Regions from separate parts of the Pan troglodytes genome. Here all the other regions are linked to region 1. The links are chromatin contacts, called in public Hi-C and HiChIP or PLAC-seq maps. All regions are on one chromosome and are shown on one strand. The core of a region is the stretch at or near the end of the contact, and the rest is flanking DNA. Distances in the headings are between cores, read along the strand shown.

Evidence for each region. A called contact is a pair of places that touch in the nucleus more often than the background predicts. HiChIP or PLAC-seq counts read pairs in DNA pulled down with a chosen protein or histone mark.
Region 2: a contact with region 1 is called in a Hi-C map of induced pluripotent stem cells, with 3 times the contacts expected there. The contact joins the promoter of SLC25A45 here to the promoter of SCYL1 in region 1. A contact is called at or near these places in 3 of 7 Hi-C or Micro-C datasets (induced pluripotent stem cells and stem cell-derived neural progenitor cells), 1 of 1 datasets of contacts at active chromatin or transcription factors (stem cell-derived excitatory neurons) and 1 of 1 other capture datasets (stem cell-derived neural stem cells).
Region 3: a contact with region 1 is called in an H3K4me3 HiChIP or PLAC-seq map of stem cell-derived excitatory neurons, with 3 times the contacts expected there. The contact joins the promoter of TIGD3 here to the promoter of SCYL1 in region 1. A contact is called at or near these places in 2 of 7 Hi-C or Micro-C datasets (induced pluripotent stem cells and stem cell-derived neural progenitor cells) and 1 of 1 datasets of contacts at active chromatin or transcription factors (stem cell-derived excitatory neurons).

Annotation. Positions count from the first base shown.
Region 1 is chr9:67,847,996-67,850,695 of NHGRI_mPanTro3-v2.0_pri, forward strand. It overlaps SCYL1 (SCY1 like pseudokinase 1), which reads left to right and starts at 1,330. Exons shown (of 17, transcript XM_063783090.1): 1 at 1,330-1,556; 2 at 1,866-2,006; 3 at 2,213-2,335; 4 at 2,416-2,642. The coding sequence starts at 1,446.
Region 2 is chr9:67,708,710-67,711,653 of NHGRI_mPanTro3-v2.0_pri, forward strand. It overlaps SLC25A45 (solute carrier family 25 member 45), which reads right to left and starts at 1,614. Exons shown (of 7, transcript XM_063783073.1): 1 at 1,096-1,614. The coding sequence starts at 1,132.
Region 3 is chr9:67,682,438-67,685,321 of NHGRI_mPanTro3-v2.0_pri, forward strand. It overlaps TIGD3 (tigger transposable element derived 3), which reads left to right and starts at 1,513. Exons shown (of 2, transcript NM_001243843.1): 1 at 1,513-1,659; 2 at 2,495-2,884. The coding sequence starts at 2,511.

The sequences.
Region 1 (2,700 bases), core at 80-2,579:
ACTTTGTGTCTTATTTCTTTTCTCAGTCTCTCGTCTCCACCTGACGAGAAATACCCACAGGTGTGGAGGGGCAGGCCCCCTTCAAACATGTTGGTCAGGCTGACCTGGAACTCCTGACCTCAGGTGATCCTCCAGCCTCGGCCTCCCAAAGTGCTGAGATTACAAGCGTGAACCACTGTGCCTGGCCCTCACCCCAGTTTATAGATGGGGGACCTAACGCACCCAAAGGGAACTGTGTGAGTTCTCACATCCAATGAGGGGCTGAACCGTGATTGAAACCCAGCAACGTCTCACTGTGGCATCTCTGCCCTTGAGTTATCTCCCAAAGGCATCCCAACCAGACTTTTCATAACCGGTCCCAGAATCTCACCAGTGCTCCATAGCTGTGGTTGAGGCACTGTCCCCAAGCCTGGGTCCTGAGACCCTACCAGCAGAGGAACCACTGCCTGTCCAGCCCCTCCTACACAGCTCAGGGGCTGGATCCCCACCAGTGTGATGTGCTGATTGAGCTAACACCACTCCATGGCTGTCTACACAGGCACTGAGAGATGCAATCCGTTGGCTTGAGAGCCGGGCAGCTGAGCCCAGGAGAGCAGGGTCCCCTCCCAGCCCTTTGGCCTCTTCCAGACTTGCCCAGTTGCTCCTTCTCCCTCCCTCCTTTCCTGGGGTCACTTCTTCTTCCCTCCTCAGTCTCTCCTTCCTCCATTCCCTGGGTGCCCGCCCCTGCCCCGGGGTTCTGGACCTCCATGGAACCTTGGATTCACTCTCTGCCTCTCACCCACGCTCTTTCTCTGGGGCGTCTCCTCGTGCTTTTCTCATGGTCACTTCACCAGGACCGACTCCTCCCCGGAGCCTGGAGGCACCCACTTGCTGGTGGGAGAGAGTGTCTGGCGTGGGGCCAGTCTCCCTCTTTGGGTCTCTGCCTCACTCCTCACTGCACCCTCTCATGCCTGTCAGTCTTTCTACCTCTCCCCCTTTTTGCCTCGGTTTCCCCATCCGTCTGTCCCTTCTTAAGCTCTCATCCTTACAGTACGCTAGACGGCAGGCTCTATTATCCTTTAGGATTTAGGCCTCTTTAGATAAAAGGGCTCACAGGCTTGGAGGGTTTTAAGTGACTTACCCGGCGGCGGAGTACTGATCTGAGTACCGCCCGCCGCCCCGGACTGCCCCGCCCCTCCCTAGCCCCCCATCCCCGCCCCTCCCTAGCTCCCCCATCCCCGCCCCTCTCCCGCCCCTCCCTTGTCCCCGCCCCTTCCCGCCCCAACTCAGGTTCTGCCCCACCCCGCCCCAATTCACGTACTGCTCCGCCCCGACGTAGGCCCCGCCCTGCCCCCGGGCCCCGCCCCCGTCAGACGCAGGCCCCGCCCCCTCTCCGCCCCGCCCCGGCTCGGGCGGCCGGAGGACCCGGAGCTAAGGCGCCCGAGCCCGCGGCGGCGGTGGGGACGATGTGGTTCTTTGCCCGGGACCCGGTCCGGGACTTTCCGTTCGAGCTCATCCCGGAGCCCCCAGAGGGCGGCCTGCCCGGGCCCTGGGCCCTGCACCGCGGCCGCAAGAAGGTGAGTGCGGCCGAGCTCCGTAGGCCGCGGTCGACCTGGGCCTTGCCTATTCCGCGCCGCCGGCCCCGTCGCGTCGCGCCCGGCCTGACGTGGCGGCGGAACCAAGGGGTAGCAGGCCGGGGAGGGGGCGGGCAGTGCCTACGTGGCGGGCGGAGGGACCGCGGGACCGACAGGCGGACAGGGCCGGGGTCACGTGGGCCCGGCGAAGTGTCCCTAAGGCTGACCTGGAGAGAGACCTGGCTGCGGGCCCTTGTCTTCCGGCCACACAACAGCTCTGGGACCATCTCAGGCCCCGCTGCCCTCCCCTAGGCCACAGGCAGCCCCGTGTCCATCTTCGTCTATGATGTGAAGCCTGGCGCGGAAGAGCAGACCCAGGTGGCCAAAGCTGCCTTCAAGCGCTTCAAAACTCTACGGCACCCCAACATCCTGGCTTACATCGATGGACTGGAGGTACCTGCTGCCTTGCCTGCCCGTCTCTGCCCCTCACGATGTCCTGGTTACCCACTCCTGTCTCCCCTCCTGCCCTGTTTCCACCCTATGTGCCCCAGCACCCCCAGATTTGGTTTCCTCTTCCCCATCTCTCCCAACTTCAAGTCGCTTATCTCTCCTTCCTCTCTGCCCCTCCGTCCTTGATAACCCTGTGTCCCCTTCCCCAGACAGAAAAATGCCTCCACGTCGTGACAGAGGCTGTGACCCCGTTGGGAATATACCTCAAGGCGAGAGTGGAGGCTGGTGGCCTGAAGGAGCTGGAGATCTCCTGGGGGCTACACCAGATCGTGGTGAGGTGGGGGGCAGTGGTGATGAGAGCAGGGATGGGGGCTTGCAGGTGCTGGGGCGTGATGGCTCCTTTTGCCCCCAGAAAGCCCTCAGCTTCCTGGTCAACGACTGCAGCCTCATCCACAACAATGTCTGCATGGCCGCCGTGTTCGTGGACCGAGCTGGCGAGTGGAAGCTTGGGGGCCTGGACTACATGTATTCAGCCCAGGGCAACGGTGGGGGACCTCCCCGCAAGGGGATCCCCGAGCTTGAGCAGTATGACCCCCCGGAGTTGGCTGACAGCAGTGGCAGAGTGGTCAGAGAGAAGTGGTGGGTGACTGGGGGCAGCGCGCCCCAACCTGCCCTGTCCTGGAGGCCCCTGCAGCCT
Region 2 (2,944 bases), core at 364-2,863, 140 kb before region 1:
GCTGGGACCACAGCACAACAGGCCTCAGGGCCAGGGACTGCGGCCCACAGCCAGGTGGGGCAGAGGCCCAGAGGGGACTCAGGACAGCAGGTGAGGTCAAAGGTGAACTTCCTTTGTAAGCCCAACAGGGTGGGCCTGGAGAGCAGGGCTCAAGGTATAGGGTGCTCACCTGGCTCTCCCGCCCTCTGCAGGTGTCAGGCAGAGTGGCCTTGGAAGGCAGAGGCAGCACCCTCCCACCTGTGCCTTCCTCTCTTCTTCCCATCGGCCACTCCCCGGAGGACTGGGGACAGCTGGCTCTGGGGTGCTCCACGGAACCCAGACTTTTTTTTTTTGACACAGGGTCTTGCTGGTGTTGTCCAGGCTGGAGTGCAGTGGCATGATCATGGCTCATTGCAGCTTCAACCTCCTGAGCTTAAGGGCTCCTTCCACCTCAGCCTCTGGAGTAGTTGGGACCACAGGCGTGCGCCACCGCGCCTGGCTAATTTTTGTATTTTTAGTAGAGACGGGGTTTCACCATGTTGGCCAGGCTGGTCTCGAAATCTTGACCTCATGATCCACCTACCTCAGCCTCCCAAAGTGCTGGGCTTACAGGCATGAGCCACCGCGCCCAGCCTCTCATTTCTTATAGAGACAGGGTCTTCCTATGTTGCCCAGGCTGGTCTCAAACTCCTGGCCCCAAGTGATCCTCCTACCTCAGCCTCCCAAAGTGCTGGGATTACAGGTGTGAGTCACCATGCCCTGATTCTTTTTTTTTTTTTTTTTTTTTGTGGCAGGGTCTCATTCTGTCACCCAGGCTGGAGTGCAGTGGTGCAGTCATAGCTCACTGCAGCCTTGAACTCCTGAGCTCAAGCAATCCTCCTAAGTAGCTGGGACTACAGGTGTGAGCCACCATGCCCAGCTAATTATTTTGATTTTTTTGTAGAGACAGGGGCCTCCCTATGTTGCCCAGACTGGTCTCAAACTCCTGGGCTCAAGTGATCCTCCCGCCAGGCCGGAACTCAGACTTTGGTCTCTGCTCCTCCCATGTCACCCATCTTCCCCAGGAAGTGACCTACCATTGGGTGTGATGTGACAGAAGGAAGAAAAATGTCTCACCAGAGATCCAGCCAGCCACAAATTCCTCCACCGGCATTGTCTGGGCTTGCGGGAACTGGCGGCTCCAGCAGAGGAGACAGAGTTGAATTCCCCCCTCTCCCTCCCCTGGCCCACGCTGATAACCTCCCACTAATGTTTAACCCTGGCGGGAAGGTGAGAATTGGCCTGGTGCCCAGACCTCCGGCAACTGGCAGAGGAGAGCGAGCCAGTTCCGGTGACCCTGGCCACCTGGAGGAGTCGTGCAGAGTACAGTCTCACGGGCCAGGCGTGCCGGGACCACAGAGGCCCTGATCCCCGAGCCCGGCCAATGATCCTCGCTCTGAGGATGGCAACTGGGTTCCTGCCCCATGGTCGGGCCCCTCCAGGGCTGCCTTAGTCAGCAAGAGGCAAGCCCCTGCCTGCCCAGCCAGCCCAGCTCCACTCCCATTCATCTCCACCAAGGGGCACGGCCGCCCCCATGCCACAGAGAGAGGCCGGGTGCGGAGGGAGCGTGGCCACCAGGGGGTAGGCCCAGCCCGCAGTTGCCGCTGCGTGGCAGGGTGGGGAGGAGCCACTCCCAGGAGTGACTCACCAGGCCTGGCTGTTCTCTTCAGGGTTGTTTACGACTCCCCCGACTCCCCCGTGTGAGTCAGAAACACAGCCTTCCTCGGCCTCCTCCTTCCCAGGGGAAAGATAGGGGTTTTGATTATTTAAAGTGCGTGTTGATCTGCAATGGCACCATTCTGCTCAGTCAAAACCAAAACCCTTTCAAGGATCTGTGAGCCACAGGGTGCCGCCCATTCTCCTCTGACCTCACGTCCTGCCACCCACCCCCTTGCTTTCTCTGCTGCAGCCACCCGAGCCTCCAGACTCTTCTTCAGTCAGCCTTCTGTCTCCAGGCCTGTGGACTGGCTCTTCCCTATTCCTGGACACTCTTACCCTGGCACCCCTCCAGCTGGGGCTCAAATGTCACCACCTCGGTGAGGTCTGCCCTGCCTCCCCAGCTGGAGGCACTGCTGGCTCTTCCTCTCTTTCTCCATCACAGTTATCACCCCAACATACGATGGGAAGAACTTGTCTGTCTGGACAGGGATCTCTGGGTGTTCTGTGCACAGTGGGTGGCACGGGGTGGGCTCTCAATAAATCCTGAGTGACTGAATGAACGGAAATGTCAGCCAGCAGCATCAGCGGCAGCCTGGGGCTCCAGTTCCCTCTTCCCATCACCAAACGGCCCTGGGGAACATCAAGGCCCAGTGACACCTGCACCCTCCCCTCCAGATCTCCCCGCAGCTCCTAGTCTCCCATGGGGGACGCCCAAGGCCCAGTCCTTCTCTCCCTTCTCCTCTCACTGTGGCCAAGGCAGAACCCAGCCACCCCTGCTGCTTTCTCCCAGGTGGACAGATTCGGGAAACAGGACCTCCTACCTCCTGCCTCTGGAGCTGCCTGGGGCTCCTTGGGCCACCCCCAAAGATCATCCTAAAAGACCATCCCCAAAGACTGGCCTCTCGTGGTGGCTTGGGCTGCAGTCCTGGTTCTGCTTCTTATTCCTGAAACTGCCTTTGCAAAAACTATAACTGATACAGGCCGGGCGCAGTGGCTCACGCCTGTAATCCCAGCACTTTGGGAGGCCGAGGCGGAAGGACCACCTGAGGTCAGGAGTTCGAGACCAGCCTGACCAACATAGTGAAACCCCATCTCTACCAAAAATACAAAAATTAGCCGGGTGTGGTGACGGGCGCCTGTAGTCCCAGCTACTTGGGATGCTGAGGCAGGAGAATCGCTTGAATCCGAGAAGCAGCTGTTGCAGCGAGCCAAGATCATGCCACTATACTCCAGCCTGGGCAACAGAGCGAGACTCCGTCTCAAAAAA
Region 3 (2,884 bases), core at 263-2,762, 170 kb before region 1:
CTAGTCTTGGATACATAGATGGAAGTGATGACAGGTTTATAACAGTTGACCTTGCAATCTCAGACATTTAAAACAGGACCAGAAGTTTATATAAATATAATTAATAAGCAAACTAATGACATCACCATGGGACACACACAAAAGTTCTTGCAGGAGCAGGGTCTGTGTGGCTTCAGTTGCCTGCAGCGCTCCCAGGCCAGAGCAAGTGCTCTAGGATCTGAACTGCCCGCAGTGCAGCCCTGCAGCCTTTCCCAGGGCACGTTGATGTGCACACAGTTTCCCGGAAGGCATAGTGAACATGTGGAGAGCTTACGTGGCAGCGCGTATGTCTTCAGTGTGTGTTTTAGAAGTCCAACTGTTGTTTTTATGTTTTTAAAGGAAAGATTTGAATCAAGCAGTTATGGGCCCCCTGAAGTATCCTTTTTTCTAGAACATTCTGAAAGTCATCCTTGCCTATGGGAAGCCTAGGCCGGCCTGCACTGTTATGTTCAATAAATAAGCAGGGTGCTCTGGGCTGGGGATTGTGTGAGGAGCAGAGCGCAGCCCGTCCTCATGCTTTTCCACTGAAGTAGGCCAGGCGGAGAGGGAGTACAGCAGTGGATGCGCTTTGGCAGCTGAGTAGTCCGAGAGCCAGAAAAGAAATGTGGAAAATAAGAACGCTGTAGCAGGCCTAGGTGAGGAAATTTAGGAAGGGTTTGCGGGAGGTAGGATTTGAGATGGGTCTTGGAGAGTTGGACAGTGTCAGCCGGTAGGACGGGGGTGCGGACGGAAGCCTGTGAGGAAGGCAGAGGATGCGGAGCTGTGAGCGGAGGGAGCAGCGAGGCTGGAGAGCAGCTGGGCTGCGGGTCAAGACGTCTGCGTTTAATTCGGGACTGAAGGTTAGCAGGGAAGGGAACGATGCCAGATCTTGAGTTTAAGAACTTGAATCTTGTACCAAATCTAATAAAATACTCGTCCTAAATCATTACTGGCCCAAGGATGCAGTGTTTCCGTGGCCGACAGACTCGAGCCAGCGCTGTCCATGGTAACCAGCTTTTGTGTGGCTTAAAGCTTGCGTCCATTTTCTCCTTTCATCGTTTTCCCAAAACAATTCCGTGAGGGCTGTTAGCCCTGCTTGGTAGACGAAGAAGCCGATGCGGCCTAGGGTCACAGCCAGGGAGGCTTTGGGACGCCAAGTCAGCTCGGCGGTCACCACACCACCTACAGGGCTCGTCGGGCCCTCGGGGTCGGCGGCTGCTGGAGGCGCCCAGGGGAGTCCTGCTGGTTCCTGGCTCCGCCTCCCGCCCCTCCGCGCTAGAAGCCCCGCCCCCAGAGGGGCTCGACGAACCGCCACTTCCGCAACGTCCAATGAAACTTAGCCAGGGGAGGGACGGGGCGCCACTGAGGACCAATCTGCTTGGGGTGGGGCGGGGCTGCAGCGGGTGGGTGCAGAGGGGCCGCACCGCGGACTTCGCAGCCGGGAGAGAGCCCGGCGCGGGCGGCGCGCACGGGACTCTGCTGTGCGCGCGCCCGCCCGCCCGCCGTCTGCGCAGGCCCTCGGTCCGCTCTGCCCTCGGGGTCGTGGCGCCCATCCCTCCCCTGTTCTGCTGTCGCCGCCCGGACAGGGGCTCGGGAGCCGGGCTGGGGGCAGGGGCTGGAGCCGCGGGACCAGCGCCTGAGGTGGGTGCGGAGCGGGAGGCCGGGCGGGCGGGCGCCTGGGGCCGCCCCGCCGACATACTCCGGGTCGAGGGGGAGTGACCGGCCAGGGCACGGAGTCCGGCTGCCGGCCTGCCTGGGTCCGGGCGTTCGTTCCCGCGCCCTGGGACCCTCCCAGGCCACCACCCTCCCCGCGGGGACACCCCGCCCCTCCGCTGCCCGCAGCCTCCTCAGGCCTCCCGCCCTTTGTCGCTCGTGCACCCGCGCCCTCGGCCCTGCCCTCTCGCTCCCCTCAGGACTGACCGTCGCCTAGCCTCCCTCTCAGGACCCGGCACCAAATTAGCCTCGCTCCTTCAGACACCCTCTGTCCCCTTTGTCGTCTGTACACCTGTCACCTCAACTCTGTGTGCATCCACCCACCTCCCGCCCCTCAGCGGCGTCATCTGAATCCAGCCCAAGCCGCCTCCCAGTCCCTCCCGGGGGCTCCTCCCCCGCAGCCCCGTAGCCCCACACCTGCCCCCTCGGCCCCAGTCCCAGGCCCTCGCCTGTCCGTACGCCTTTGTTATCTCTGCAGCTGTCCCCTGCACTTTTCATCCTTCTTCCCGAGTGAGGCCAGACCCCAGCCCAGACTCGCCTGTCCTTCTGAGTGGAGAGACGCCCCCTCCCCAGCTCTGCCCTGGCATCCTGGGGACGGGGCCAGCCGGCTTCCACTCGGCCTAGCCACTTCCTCTTTCGGCGGGTCCAGTCTCACCCGGTGCCTGCGCAAGTCCTCATCTAATCTCTTTTCCCTCCTGCGCTCCTTTCCTAGCTCTTCCGGCCTCAGATTACTCTACCCGCTCAATCTTTCCTCCCCGCACAGGTGCCCCAGAGAGGCCATGGAGCTGAGCAGCAAGAAGAAGCTTCACGCCCTGTCCCTGGCCGAGAAGATCCAGGTGCTGGAACTCCTGGATGAGTCCAAGATGTCCCAGTCGGAGGTGGCCCGGCGCTTCCAGGTTTCCCAGCCCCAGATCTCGCGCATCTGCAAGAATAAGGAGAAGCTGCTGGCGGACTGGTGCAGCGGCACAGCCAACCGAGAGCGCAAGCGCAAGCGGGAGTCCAAGTACAGCGGGATCGACGAGGCTCTGCTCTGCTGGTACCACATTGCCCGGGCCAAGGCCTGGGACGTGACGGGGCCCATGCTGCTCCACAAAGCCAAGGAGCTGGCCGATATCATGGGCCAGGACTTCGTGCCCAGCATCGGCTGGCTGGT